Regions from separate parts of the Triticum aestivum genome. Here region 1 is linked to region 2. A link is a contact called in public Hi-C data. All regions are on one chromosome and are shown on one strand. The core of a region is the stretch at or near the end of the contact, and the rest is flanking DNA. Distances in the headings are between cores, read along the strand shown. Region 1 holds the start of LOC123098461 (mavicyanin). Region 2 holds the start of LOC123098459 (blue copper protein 1a).

Region 1 (7,080 bases), core at 3,839-6,338, 180 kb before region 2:
TGGGATTCAACCCTAAACCTGCCACGTCGACAATCCCTGTTTGAGAACGCTCTCAAGATTCAAAATAGATCGGATCGAGTAGTAGGTTGTGCTGATTTCCAAGATAATTCAAGGTTCAAACTTAGTTTTCGTCTACGAGTTCAAGGTTCGTTTTGAACTTTTTCTAATAGCCGGCTGGAAATCCTGACCAGTATGTTTGACATTTCCCCCATGAAAAACCATAGCACTACAGCATATCGTGGCAAGCTTGTCACGGGCGACTAACAATCAGGGAACGTGCGCGTCGCACCACCACCACCCCCAGCCCGCCCCCAACCACCCCGTGCACACTCAAGGCAACGCAGCCGCCTTGCCGTGCCGTGCTGCGCTGCGAGCAACCAACCAACCAGCCCGTACTTCCGCACGCAGGCCCCAACCTCCCCGTCCCGAAAGTTGGCAGGCACGATCTCTCTCTCCACCCCCTTGGACTCTCCTCTCCTGCTCCTCCTCCTCCCCCTCCCCACGGCGCCATGGAGCGGCTCATCTCCAGGACGGCGGTCTCCCCGGCCCAGCCCCGGATCCACCTACCCGGCAGATCCCCCTTCCTCCCCACCCGCCGCGCCGCCCCCGCCTCCGCGGGTGCTGGGAGCGCCGCGCCATGGACCCGGCTGTGCGCGCAGCCGCCGCGTCTCGGTGCCGCGGTCTGCGCCGCGGTGCGGCATGACGGTGCTTCTGCCCCGGCACCCGTCGAGGAGGTGGTGGCGGCGGCGGCGGCGGCGGCTGGGCCTCCGTTGAAGCTGCTCGGGAGCCTGCTCCCCAAGGTGAGAAGAAATTTCAAATTTCTGTTCTCTTATCCAGACAGAGATATTCGGTTCTCAGGGTTGTAGGATTGCTGAGATGGTTCCCCAGCTCCGCTGTAGCGGAATTTAGTCCTAACTAGTGGCCTATACACGAAAATTCTACAAGAAATAGCCACGAAATTGCCGGAATTCTACTCCTCAGATCCTGACAGCTTGGAGTATTTAATGCGCATGTGGAGGAGATGGCAATCTCCCCTTTTCCATGGAATAGCTTGCGGTATTGGACTGGCTTCTTCCAAACAGGCTTTATTTCCGTATAATAGGTTCGAAAATATTATATATTTTGATCCTATAGATGGAGGAGGAATCGAAACTGTGTGCTTGGTGACAAGTTGAAATTCTCTTCGTGTTGTCGCTTGGCCTCTTTAGTTGAAAAGAGGATGTGTCAGCTGTGCTTTAATTTGCAGTTTACACCTAGGTAGACAGAGGCAATGCACAGGAAACAATCTTACTTGTGTTAAACCGGAGGAAATGTCTTGTGGATTTTAATGTGAATTGTGTTAAAGGCGATGTATCTGAAAGAAATGAAACAGTAACTAAAATCATATCTGTGAAACATGTATATGGCACGATACAACAAGAATCTTCTTCTAGAATCATTTGAACTGCAGCTTATTATTACAAGGACAGGGTTGCAGCACTTCACTGAACCTGTGAACCATGATGTTGCAAATACTAAGCTTCTAAAACGGCGCATCTGCTTAGAATGATTAATCGCACTGAATATCTTTGATAGTTGTTAACCGATGTGAGCTTTAGTTATTATATTCAAAATTCACTGCGAACATTCACTCGGCAATTTATTTTCCAAAGACATTAAACCCTTAATCATGTGAACTAGTTATTTTGCAAGTTTTTAGGATGATAGTTGCGAGTTTTTCTGAAATATATTAATAAAATCAAGGTAGTTTTTAGGAGTAGTTTCCACAGGTACCATACTCACCCAAAAAGCCTGCTCACCCTAGGACAACTGAAAAAGTAAGATATAGCCATCTAAAACAAAGTGTTTCTTATTAGAGATCAGGCCTGTTACCACAACAACGATGGATAAACATGTAAATAATGAGTACATTATGGCATATCATTATCTCATCCACTTCAGGCGACCTTTGGGCAACTATGGCCTTCAACCATTTATAGTCAACTAATAACTGTTTCTTGCACCTGTTTCTTGGCACTAGCATGCGCTTTGGTACTCAGAATCTCCTTTTTATGCCCATGCAAAAAGAACAGTAATATTTTACCTTAAGACATTAAGGTACAGAATCGCACATGGTCTTGAATATTGCTAGATGAAACAAATAGTAATTTTAGAATGGAAGTATGAAGCATTCATTTATGAAGTGGGCCAGGGCTTATGTGCAGATTTGAGATTCTATATAAGTTATGGTATAGTATTTTGTCGTACTGTATGATGTTCTGGCCCTAAATCTGAATGCACGCTTCATCATCTGAAATTAATTAACCATTAGGATCTTCTTGCTTTCTGCTCTATTTTGTTGTGTTTATGCACGAAACTGTGACATCTATTCCATAACAGCTTATGCCATTCTTATTAATTTTCTTGGTGATTCTTTGGCACCTATTTTCAGATATAACAGTTATTTTCTGTTCCACAGGCTTCTACTGCTGCCCTTGTCCTGCTTATGACACTTACTGCAAGTGCCTTGCACTCTAGCATTCCCCATCCTGCCTATGCATCGGTGCAACCAGTAATCAAATCTGGTGGACTCCTCTCAACAGAGTTATTGAGCAGTGGCTGGGCTGGTTTCTTCGCGGGCTGCTTACATACCTTATCTGGGCCTGACCATCTTGTTGCATTGGCACCACTATCAATTGGGAGATCAAGACTGGAGAGTGGACTAGTTGGTGCCCTTTGGGGCTGTGGCCATGATGCTGGACAAATAATTTTTGGCCTGCTCTTCTTGTTACTCAAGGATCGTTTGCACATTGAGGTTCTCCGTATATGGGGAACAAGAGTTGTAGGTCTGACCCTTCTTTTGATTGGCGCGACTGGCATCCGGGAAGCTTCGGAGGTCCAAGAGTCAGGGCTAATTCTGGAGGGTGTAGACATGAGTGGCAGTGAGCCCTTGCAACAGGCCCCTGCTGTTGCTCCCAGGAAGAAGAAAGTTGGCTTCACAACATTTGCCACCGGAGTCGTCCATGGCCTCCAGCCAGATGCGCTGCTGATGGTCTTGCCTGCTCTTGCTCTGCCATCACGCTTTGCAGGCGCGGCCTACCTCGGTATGTTCTTGGTCGGGACTGTATTTTCGATGGGTAGCTACACTGCTTTTGTAGGTTCTTGTAGTGAGGCTCTAAAGGATAGGATACCTAAGATAACGGAGAAGCTGACCTGGGCTGCTTCCCTTGTAGCTGTATGCATGGGGTTAGCTCTTCTAGTTGGGCAGTTCTTTGGGTTCACCCTATATTGATTCATGTCCTAGTTCTACGTTCTTGTTACTACTTGTCAACATTGTTTTGATTGTGATTTGTTATCCTTATCAGCAGTTGAGCTCAGATCAGTAATTGATTACTACACGGTTGATATTTTTAGACTGCAAAACTTTTACTGTACATGTGACTCCTGCTTCTCTAATTTTTTTGGAAGTTTTGAGATGGTATCGATTTGTTTGACTAACAAAACATGTGTTAGGTCATAACTACCTCCTTCTGAAATTACTTGTCGCTCGAATGGATGTATATGGCAAATAATTCCGGACGGAGGGAGTATATGACACATGTTTTGTTTATCAAATTGAGTACCGTAGAATTTGATCTGGATCCAACTCGAATGGTTTCGTCCCGAGTCCTCTGGATGTGAAAACACATGTTCAAGAAACACGGGATGGGCTACGAGATGAGCTGCCCATATGGCCGTTCGGGGACGTTGCCTACCCTGGTTGCGGCGGCGTTGTGATGTGCGTCGAAGATAGAGCTGATAACGTAGAGCATCGCAGACGACACGCCGGAGGTGGAGGCGCACGTTTCTGTAGGGCAGCCGCCATGTGGGATGCGTGCGTAACTGATGGACAGCCACCATGTGGGAAAGGGCGACCGTTCCGAGGAGTTAACTGTCGCTGAAATGAGTGTACGATACACTCATTTCAACTACAGTTCAACACTCATTTCAGCGATAGTTTATTCCGGACGGAGGTACTAACATAATATGGGATGGTTAAAAAATCATGACAAATCGATATTATTAAATTTCTTTCGACGTTGCTAACTTTGCTCTGGCTAGGCACATATGAGCTTACATATTGATTGGTTGGTTATTACTGGGGAATATATACATGTATTATTGCTTAGAGCGAAGATGTGAGAACTACTTTGTATCTCTCACGTTTGTATGTAATCTACTGACGCACATTTACTAATTTTACCTCAAAAATAATATGAAATGCCTAAAGGCCAGTAGATTACATACAAACGTGAGAGATACAAAGTAGTTCTCACATCCTCGCTCTAAGCAATAATACATGTATATATTCCCCATAATAACCAATCAAACAATATGTAAGCTCATATGTGCGTGCCGGATGCAGCTGGCTGAAATATGCGTTCTAAGCCATGAGGCTGGCGGCCAGTAGGACGACAAGGCCAAATCCTGCTGTGGCCCCGGCAGAGGTTGCGGTAGAGGAGGGTGGCGGCAGGTTGCTCGCGCCGGGACCGGCAGCCGGCATGGGTGACGACGGTGAGGAGGAACTCGGGACGACGTCGATCACGACCTTCATGCTGGCTGCGGCAGTGGGGCTGCAGTGGCCAGGGATGCCGCAGATGAAGTATCGGGTGCCGGTGGCGTTGATGGCGACGACGTCGTTGCCGGAGGTTAAGGTGTTGATGGCGCTGTCGGTGCTGCAGGAGTCGTAGCCGGCCTTGCTCACCTCGACCACGTTGTGCGCCGGGGTTGAGTACTTGAAGACGATCTCGTCACCCGGGTGGAACTTCTTGTTGGACACCCAGTTACTGTAGTCGGTGTTGAGGGTCCACGAACCGCCCGGCTCGCCGACACCGTAGGTCGCCGCCGACGCGGTGCCTAGTAAGACTGCCGAGATTGCGGCCACGGCAAGGAGGGTGATCTTCATGGCGGCCATTGATTGCGGTTGGAACTGGAAGGAGGAATGCAGAGCAGAGGAGGTAGAAGGCAAGACTCTGCTGATGCTTAGCGGGGGTTGGGTTGCTGTTATATTTTTTATGCTGCCGTGCGCTTTATATACAACCAAGCGCCTAGCGAGATGGGTTGGTGGAATGACATTTGGATATTGGATTTTGGGGTTAAGTAGTCATGTGCGTTTGAACAAAAGCCACCACTAGTATTATACTACTGCACTACTAGTAGGTACCTGGTCATACGCGGCCGGGCTTGGGTTGGTGGCCTGCTGAATGCTGACCTCTTCACAGTTGGTTGTGGCTCATGCTGGAGCAACCTTGACTTTCTGGCTCGTGTAGCCGCGCAAAGGAATGCCGCTCGTACCTTCGTCCACAACCAGGATCTCGGTCTCGCAAAGTCTCTTTACCGGATCCTGGAGGTACCGGCAAGCCATCCACCGTTCGTCTGGTTTCCGATTCGTACGTTCACGTGGCCCACCTCTTGTATAGCACTAGTATTCTCATAACCCATCTCTCGTATAGCACTTTTGGATGTCAGATGGCTGGTCCATCTCTTTTCACCACTTTGCACTAGTATGTCAGCTATAGGTACTACTTTTGCCAGTGCAATGTACGCATGCATGCAACTTCTTTCCTCTCTCTGCCCTTCCAAACAAATGCATCTTTTTATTTTTGCTTACAATTTTAGATTGTCACTATCTTTGACATTAAAAATACGTTATTGAATTTTTTTATATATTGAAATTCCTTGCAACATGATCTTCAGAACAAGTTCAAACTTGAATATTTTTCAACTAGATTTAGAAATAACGAGTTTCACATTTCACTTTGTCCAAAAAATAAATTTCACTAAGTTCATAGATATAAATTATTTCAAATAATTGAAACATATATTTCAGTGTGTATATTGTGGGTGTAATTTTTTTCTGAAACTAGTGAAATGAGTGAAATCTATCTTTTGTAACGAGTGAAATCACTTTTTTGAAACAACTGAAATTAGTTTCAAAAAAGTGATTTCACTCATTACAAAAGATATTGTAATGAGTGAAATCACTTTTTTGAAACAACTAAAATAAGTGAAATTGTTTTTTTATAAATGAGCGAAATCTGTTTTATGAAGTGAGTGAAATTGTTTTTCCATTTGATAACTTTTTGAATTGTGTGAAATAGGTTTTTTGAAATAATTGAAATCAGTTCTTTGCATCGAGTGAAATCAATTTTGAAATATGTTTTCTCAACTAAGTGAAATATATTTTCACAAGTGAGTAAAAATTATTTTCTTCAGATGAGTGAAATATGTTTCTTCAGATGAGTGAAATTGGTTTTTTGAACATAAACAAATGAGTTTTTCTAATGATTGAAATCAACTTTCTGAAATAAGTGAAATACGTATTTTAATTCAATGAATCCAGTGTTTTGAATGAGCCTAAATCCATCTTTTGATAATGAGTGAAATAATTTTTGAATGAGCCTAAATCCATCTTTTAAAATGTGTGAAATAAATATCATTTCACAGCGAAACAATTTTGTGTTTTATGAAAGTCAATTCAAAGATAACTGAAATATATAAAATAAAAAGAAGTTTAAATATATCCAAGATTGATCTTGTTCTGAAGATCTTGTCATCACGATTCAAAATATATATAAAGTTTCAAAAATGGATATTTCATTTAACAGATATCAATCATGCAAAATATAAGGATGAAATTAAATACAAATCATTTGTATGGAGAGACAGGGAATGCATGCAGAGCACATCTCTCGGTTCTAACTCTCTCTCTCTCTCCTGCAAAAAGCTGTCAGACACTGTTTTGTCTCAAGTGTGCAGTTGTATTGACCGGGTATAGCAGTGGGAATCAATTTACAACTTATACAGAGTCTGACAGCACGAATCTTGATGAAACAGGATGGACGGCGGATGGTGCGCCGGTGCCTCCCGCCACCGGTAAAAATACTTTTTCGATCTCGGTCTTCCTTCCAGATAGCATGTGTCGGTCTCCTTCTAGATCTAGGCGAGGGTTTCGTGCATGGAAGACAAAGGTATTATCTCCTGCGTAGGAATTTTAGCTTGAGTTTTGCAGATAGGAGTATTTATCTAGAATCTATTTTTATCTACTACACCATGCTAAAT
Region 2 (7,380 bases), core at 3,499-5,998:
TACTCAGAGTGACAAATCCTAATCTCGATCTATGCCAACCCAACAAACACCTTCGGAGATACCTGTAGAGCATCTTAATAATCACCCAGTTACGTTGTGACGTTTAATAGCACACAAGGTATTCCTTCGGTATCTGGGAGTTGGATAATCTCATAGTCAAAGGAATATGTATAAGTCATGAAGAAAGCAATAGCAATAAAACTTAACGATCATTATGCTAAGCTAACAGATGGGTCTTGTCCATCACATCATTCTCCTAATGATGTGATCCCGTTCATCAAATGATAACACATGTCTATGGTTAGGAAACTTAACCATCTTTGATTAACGAGCTAGTCTAGTAGAGGCTTACTAGGGACACTGTGTTTTGTCTATGTATCCACACATGTATCAAGTTTTCGGTTAATACAATTCTAGCATGAATAATAAACATTTATCATGATATAAGAAAATATAAATAACAAATTTATTATTGCCTCTAGGGCGTATTTCCTTCACTCCCTTCAAATCATTAGAATCAAAGTAGGACGTAGGGTATTATCTTTTCAGGAGAGCCCAAACCTGGGTAAATCTTGTGTCCCCTGTTACCATCATGCCAAGGCTACCGGCTCGGGACCCTGTACGTGAGATCTGTTGGATTTGACTCCATCACTCAAGGCAGAGGAGGAACAACCACAGCCGTTTGCGCCGCCGATCTCCATGTGCTGCAAGAGGAGCAGCGGTACAACCTATAGCTCCTCGTGCAGCACCGACACGCAGAGGGACAGATCACCAGCATGCAGGCGAATGAGGATGCCGTCGCAACCATGGTCGCGGAGAACCCGACCTTCATGGATGAGCGGCGGGCACGGTATGAGTCCATGCACATCGCCCGCGACATCTGCTGTGAGTGGTGGCGACCATGCGTGACGGCAGTGGAGTGCGACACCCTATTCGATGAGATCAAGGCGAAGGTGGACGCAGAGACGACGTAGGCGATCGCAGGCGGGAACGTTTCCAACGTCAACAGCTTCGCGTCCTTCGCACCGGTCCACACTGGCCAAGAGCCTGGTGCATCCACGTCACCACGATCGGAGATGTCCATGGCCGGGCTGCGGACCGCGGAGGGGGAAGAGTAAGACATGGGAGACGGAACCATCTAGGTCCGGCAAAGATCATGATGTGCAACGCGGCCGTGCCCATGGCTGGTGAAAATTTAGACTAGGATAGCTTTTGGTATGTTAAACAAATGCATGTCCGCTTTCGTTTAGTGAAAATTTCAAACTTTTTATGAATTCAGTCCGGTTTAAATGTAAATCATCCGGTTTGCATTAAATTTGGTTTTTGTCAAAAAAGGAAATATATTAATATCGCGAAGATACCAATTACACCCAGCCTCTGCATCAACAAGATGTCATAAAGACACCCAGGATGCACACGGTCCGAAAAGAAAAAAGAAAGGAAAAAATTCAAAGGCCTCGCGACGATGATCAACTCCTCTTAGCACTAGAACATAAACCACCACCAAAGACAATACCTGGAAAACATAAAAGGTCTCGAAAATTGACGCCTTCAAAAAGAAAACAGTGCACAAGCACCGTCGTCGCCCGATCCAAGATCTTAGGTTTTCACCTGGAGGAAGTCCGAGCTCTCAAAACTATACAATTAGCAATGCAATTGCTAGGCATAACTAATGAAGGTTAGAACTTATGTTTTCACCCTGAAGGTCATCCGTCACCCGAGGAGCACCACCAAAAATAAAATCCTTCAGTGTTGCCTGCCGCCTCCACTTGTCACTGCTGATTCTAAGAGTTATCAAACACCTGGCTGACTCCCGCATCCAAGGCCCCCTCCGCCTTACTGATCCTCCATCTCAATTACCATGACCATCCACATCGCTGTCTACGCCATGGAATTCGAGATACCGACATGTCCCATGGTGTCAACAAGCAATAGAGATTCGTATCGTGCCCTCATGGAGCCCTGTAGGCTGATATGCACGCGCACAACTGGATTCTATCCGATTTAGATATCCTTGGGCTAGATCTCCGGCAGCAGTTCCGGAACACGTCGACAGCCAGATCGAAGAGGACAGATCATGCAAATCATTGTCGTGATGCGATAAGAGCACTAGGACCGCCACCACACCGTTGCCTCCACCACGCCGATGCTATCGCTACCACGGTGGAGAACACTGGCCCGCGCTGCCCACATCCCGCGCAGCTGGCTGAAGACGGACGCCAAATCAGGATCTGCCGCCACCCCCTCGCCTGCACGATCCGCCACCTCGAAGCCCGCCGTGCACCGCCGGTCCCGAGCACCGCCACCGTGGGGATCCGCCGCCGCACCATCGCAACCCTCGCCATCGCGGTGTCCCGTCCTAGCGGTGCCTCCCCGTGGCGGAGGCCATGCGCAAAAGGCAAAACGCCCCGTCACTGCCGACACCGGCCAGGCTTTGCCCGACCGCGTCCTTTGGCGGCGGCGAGGGATGAGGGAGGGAGAAGGAGGGTGTTGGCGGCGGCGGGAGCGCCCTGCCCGTCGCCCACGGGACCAACGTGGGAGGGTATGTGAAATTTGTTTGGTTTATCCAATTCATGTTTGAAATGTGGACGGATGTTTCGGGACACGGCGTTGGATGGCCTTCTCCTGTATTCGTGTCCACCGGCGCATCTGGATGAATTCATGGACGGGTGAGTTTGATTTAGGGGACCGTGTTGGACGTGCCCTTACAGTACATCCTGCAAGACGGAAAACAGTCTGAATCTTGGAGAGAACAATCATGTCAGATAATTAAGAGAAAAGTCCACTTTTGGTCCCTCAATTCTTCCGTCTGCTCACTTTTGGTCCCTTAACTCTAAAACCGGACAGATTGCACCACGAACTCTCAAAACCAGCCACTTTACTTCCCTGCGTGGTTTCGTTGCCGAGTCAACCCGGTTTTGACCATGACGTGAATAGTTTTGCGATCAACAGTAAATTCGAAAAAATAGCAAAAAAGTCAAAAAATCTGAAATTTTATGACATCGAAGATACTCAGATGCACAAGGTGCGTGCCAATTTTCGTCATGTTTGGACGTTCGAGAAGCTCGCGGCAAAAAACAAAAGTAAATTTACTCTATGTTGAACAGTAAATTCAAAAAAATAACAAAAAAATCTGATTTTTTTTCCATCGAAGATGCTCAGGTAGGCAAGGTGCATGCAAATTTCCGTGCTAAAATGACATCCGAGGGTTTGGAAACCACCCAAAGCGGCATGCACGCGTACGCTATTTTATTTTTTTCCACGAGCTCCTCGGATGTCATTTTAGCACGAAATTTTGCACACACCTTGCGCACCTGAGCATCTTTGATGCCAAAAAAATTCAGATTTTTTTGCTATTTTTTTAATTTACTGTTCATCATAGAGTAGATTTACTTTTGGCTTTTTTGCGGCGAGCTTCTCGAACTTCCAAACATGACAAAAATTGGCACACACCTTGCGCATCTGAGTATCTTCGATGTCATAAAATTTCAGATTTTTTTAATTTTGTTTTGCTATATTTTTTTGAATTTACTGTTCAACAGAGCACTGTTCACGTCGTGGTCAAAACCGAGTTGACTCGGCAGCGAAACCTCGCAGGGACGAAAAATGGCTGGTTCAATCTGTCCGGTTTTAGAGTTGAAGAATCAAAAATGAGCGGACCGAAGAATTGAGGGACCAAAAATGGACTTTTCTCAATAATTAACCAGAGCATTTGTGCTCGTGTGCAGATTGGCACTTGAGTTCTCGCTTCTAAAGGTGTACCTATTATTTTGGGTCGATGGTTGGATAAAATTGAGAGGACTATTGATTCTTTCTTTTTAGTTAGAAGACTATTGGTACTGCTGCGCATGCACTGACGCACCCTTATAAAATAATAGTCTAGAATCATTATATAAAAAGACATGAAGGCCTGCAGATTACATATAGACGTGATAGATACAAGTAACTATCACATTCTCGCTCTAAAAAAGAATACATGTATTCACCCGTGATAATAACTACAGTATAGTAGTTAACAATATAAAAGCTCGTATGTGCGCGCGGCAGCTGATCAATATATGCGTTCAAGCCATGAGACCGGCCGCCAGTAGGGCGACGAGGCCAAATCCTGCTGTGGCACCGACGGAGGTAGCGGCGTTGGAGGGCGGCGCCGGGGGAGAGTTGCTCGCGCCAGGACCTGCAGCTGGCATGGGTGACGACGGCGAGGAGGAGCCCGAGGCGACGTTGATCACGACCTTCATGCTGGCGGCGGCGGTGGGGCTGCAATGGTTAGGGACGCCACAGATGAAGTACCGGGTGCCGGTGGCGTTGAGGGTGATGACGTCGTTGCCGGAGGCCAAGGTGTTGATGGCGCCGTCGATGCTGCAGGAGTCGTAGCCGGCCTTGCTGACCTCGACCACGTCGTGCGTTGGGGTCGAGTACTTGAAGACGATCTCATCACCCACGTTGAACTTCTTGCCGGACACCCAGCTGCTGTAGTCGGTGCTGAGGGTCCAACCGCCCTGATCGCCGACGTTGTAGGTTACCGCTGACGCGGTGCCTAGCAAGACGGCCATCGCGGCCACGGCAAGGAGGGCGATCTTCATGGCAGCCATTGATTGCGGTTGGAATTGGAACTGGAAGGCGGAATGCAAAGCAGAGGAGGTAGAAGGCTGGTGCTGCTGAATGCTGATGCTTAGCGGGGTTTGGGTTGCTGTGGTGTCTGCTGCCATGCCCTTTAAATAGAAGCAAGCGCCTAAGCGAGGCCGGTTGCGGGGCGCGCGGTAGGTTCGTGGGATGGCATTTGGATATTGAGATTTGCTGTTGAATTGTCATGTGCGTTTGAACCAGCGACCAGTACGTGGTCAGACGCGGCCCGGGCTTGGTTGGTGGCCGGCTGACCTTTTCTGGCCTCGCTACCGTTCCACTTTCACATGGACGCGGTCTGCGCTACGTGCCGTGGACCATCACAATACGGCATGGAAGTACGTTGGCGATGTCAACATCGAGCTAGCTAGCTACCCCGGCTAGTTGACAAGGGACAGTTCAAATTAAGCGGCTCCAGGTCACAAGGAGAAGGAGCATAGGCCGGGTTTGGTTCCTCTCCCTTTCTTTAAAGATTTCTGCGGCTTTGCGTGTTTGCAATATTGCAGCCGGCCGTTGTCCAGACGCCGGTCCTCAGCATGGACATGACCGTGGCAACAGCACGAGTATTTCTCGAAGGGTTTGTTCGCTGACTAGGACCGGGTTTGCTCGCAACTGCTTCTTTCTTAATTCCGAACATGTTTTTTTGAATGTTGTTCTTAACTGCTGTATCATAGTTTTTTGCTTCATCATTTCTGGTGCAGCAACCACATCCGTCATCACAAGTCACGATTACGTCACTCGTGACATACTTCACACACAGGGCACATTGCACTTTGTACTTCCAAGGTCAACAGGTTCCTAATATGATCTGGCTCTTTTGCACTTTCGACAGGGATTTGAAGTGGTGCCCTACATTTACCAGGCTAAAGACTATGCTTCCCTCTTATCTAATTTGATTGATACGTTGTGACATTGGGGATTTGCAGGGACCACCGGAACAAGCAACTTGGGCTACAGCGTGCGTGTAACCGGTCCGCCTCACGACGCACCAACTTGAGCAACTGCGAGTGCAAGAGGATGGGCCTTGACCGTGGATCACCGCCCCAAGTGGATAAGGATAAGATCATTTTTCTGCAAGAGATACTCACTCCGGCCTTTTTTACTTCGCATAGTAGATTTGTGTCAAGGCAAACTTTGTAAAGTTTGATCAAATATATATTAAAAAATATCAACATCTGCGATACTAAATATATATACTATGAAAATACATTTCATAATGAATCTAACAATATTTTTTATAAGTTTGGTCAAAATAGAGATGACTTGATTTCGGACAAAACTTATATACAGACTAAAAAGGACCAAAGGGACTATGAGAGATGGCTGTCATCTCCACGTGGGACCATGGTTAGTTGTCGGTGACTTTAACATGGTAGGCAAACAGGAAAACACTTATGCTTTGTCCATTGGGCAAGTCATTAACTCGGCCAAGTGTTTCAACCTTTTTTGAAGGACTTGAATATCTGGTTGTTGCTCCCCACAGGGAAGGACAATGTGAACCGATTCGATCACTGGCAAAAGCAAAACCCTCAGCGAACGTTTTGGTTTGCTACAGAAAAGAAGCAACCCTCAGCGAACGTTTTGGTTCGCTGCAGAAAACATCTCCCCAGCGAACGTTTTGCAGGACAAGCCTTTTTCCAGGCCTCTAGGCCCAATCATCATTCTCTTTGAGCACAAACAATTAAAAAAATAAAAAGGCCGCATGGCAAAATTTTAGAAAAATATTTGTACTAATGATAGGCAAACATGAAGGAAAAACAATCAAATTCCTGTTAAAATCAAAGGCAGGGAGTTTCCAAAAAAAAGTAAAAAATGATTCACATGGCAAAGTTTAAGGAAAAATTGTTTACTATAAACATGACAAATTTTGAAAATGTATGTAAAGATCACATGACAATTTTGAAATTCCAAAAAAAAACAGTGTTCATATTGCCATGGTTCACTACTTGCCATATAATTTGAAAAAAAAATCTGAACTTTCTATGTTTTGAATTTGTCATGTGATTTGTCACATCTAGAATTTTCATATGACGGAGTTTCAATCGGAATTGTCACATGTAACAAAATTAACATGATAAAAAATAAACTCTGAAAAAGATATAAAAAATTGTCACACTACCTTCAACAAAACTACCAAATTCTAATTAATAGAAATGCCATGGAGTAACAATAAAAATTGCCATGGTCTAAACAATAAAAGTTTCATGCTACCTATCATAAAACTACCATGGTCTAATAGTAAATTTGCCATAAAAATGTCATGGTATCTACATAAAACTACCATGATCTTAAAAAGAATATTGCCATGCTACCTATAATAAAAAACCATAGTCTAAACATGGTCCAATTAATGAAAAGTCCCATGATGTCTACAATAAAAACACCATGGTATAAATAATATAATTGCCATGGTCTAATCAATAAAGCTACCATGGTCTACATAATGAAAGTGACATTCTATATACAATAAAACAACATGGCCTAAATAATAAAATTGCCATGGTCTAAAAATTATTTAACTGCCTTGCACCCTGTAATGAAATTGCACATGACAGATTTTAAAAATTGGTTCTCTAAAGAACATGGCAACTTTTAGGAATTTGTAATGGGCACACGGCAAAAGTTAGGGATTTTGTTCTTTGAAAAAAGATGTAAATTTTTTAGGAATTTTTCTTTTCTAAAAAATACATGGTTAGGGATTTATTAGAAGTGGCGGTCACTTGTGGTTGAACTATGTTTGATCAAATGAATTGC

What was found. Hi-C and Micro-C count contacts between places; a contact is called where the count stands out from the background.
Region 1: a contact with region 2 is called in a Hi-C map of leaf, with 7 times the contacts expected there. The contact joins the promoter of LOC123098461 here to the promoter of LOC123098459 in region 2. A contact is called at or near these places in 2 of 5 Hi-C or Micro-C datasets (both in leaf).

What each region holds. Positions count from the first base shown.
Region 1 is chr4D:442,068,662-442,075,741 of IWGSC CS RefSeq v2.1, reverse strand. It overlaps LOC123098461 (mavicyanin), which reads right to left and starts at 5,088. Exons shown (of 1, transcript XM_044520448.1): 1 at 4,209-5,088. The coding sequence starts at 4,933. The coding sequence ends at 4,403. It overlaps LOC123098460, which reads left to right and starts at 364. Exons shown (of 2, transcript XM_044520447.1): 1 at 364-800; 2 at 2,459-3,390. The coding sequence starts at 510. The coding sequence ends at 3,271.
Region 2 is chr4D:441,884,944-441,892,323 of IWGSC CS RefSeq v2.1, reverse strand. It overlaps LOC123098459 (blue copper protein 1a), which reads right to left and starts at 4,748. Exons shown (of 1, transcript XM_044520446.1): 1 at 3,868-4,748. The coding sequence starts at 4,712. The coding sequence ends at 4,065.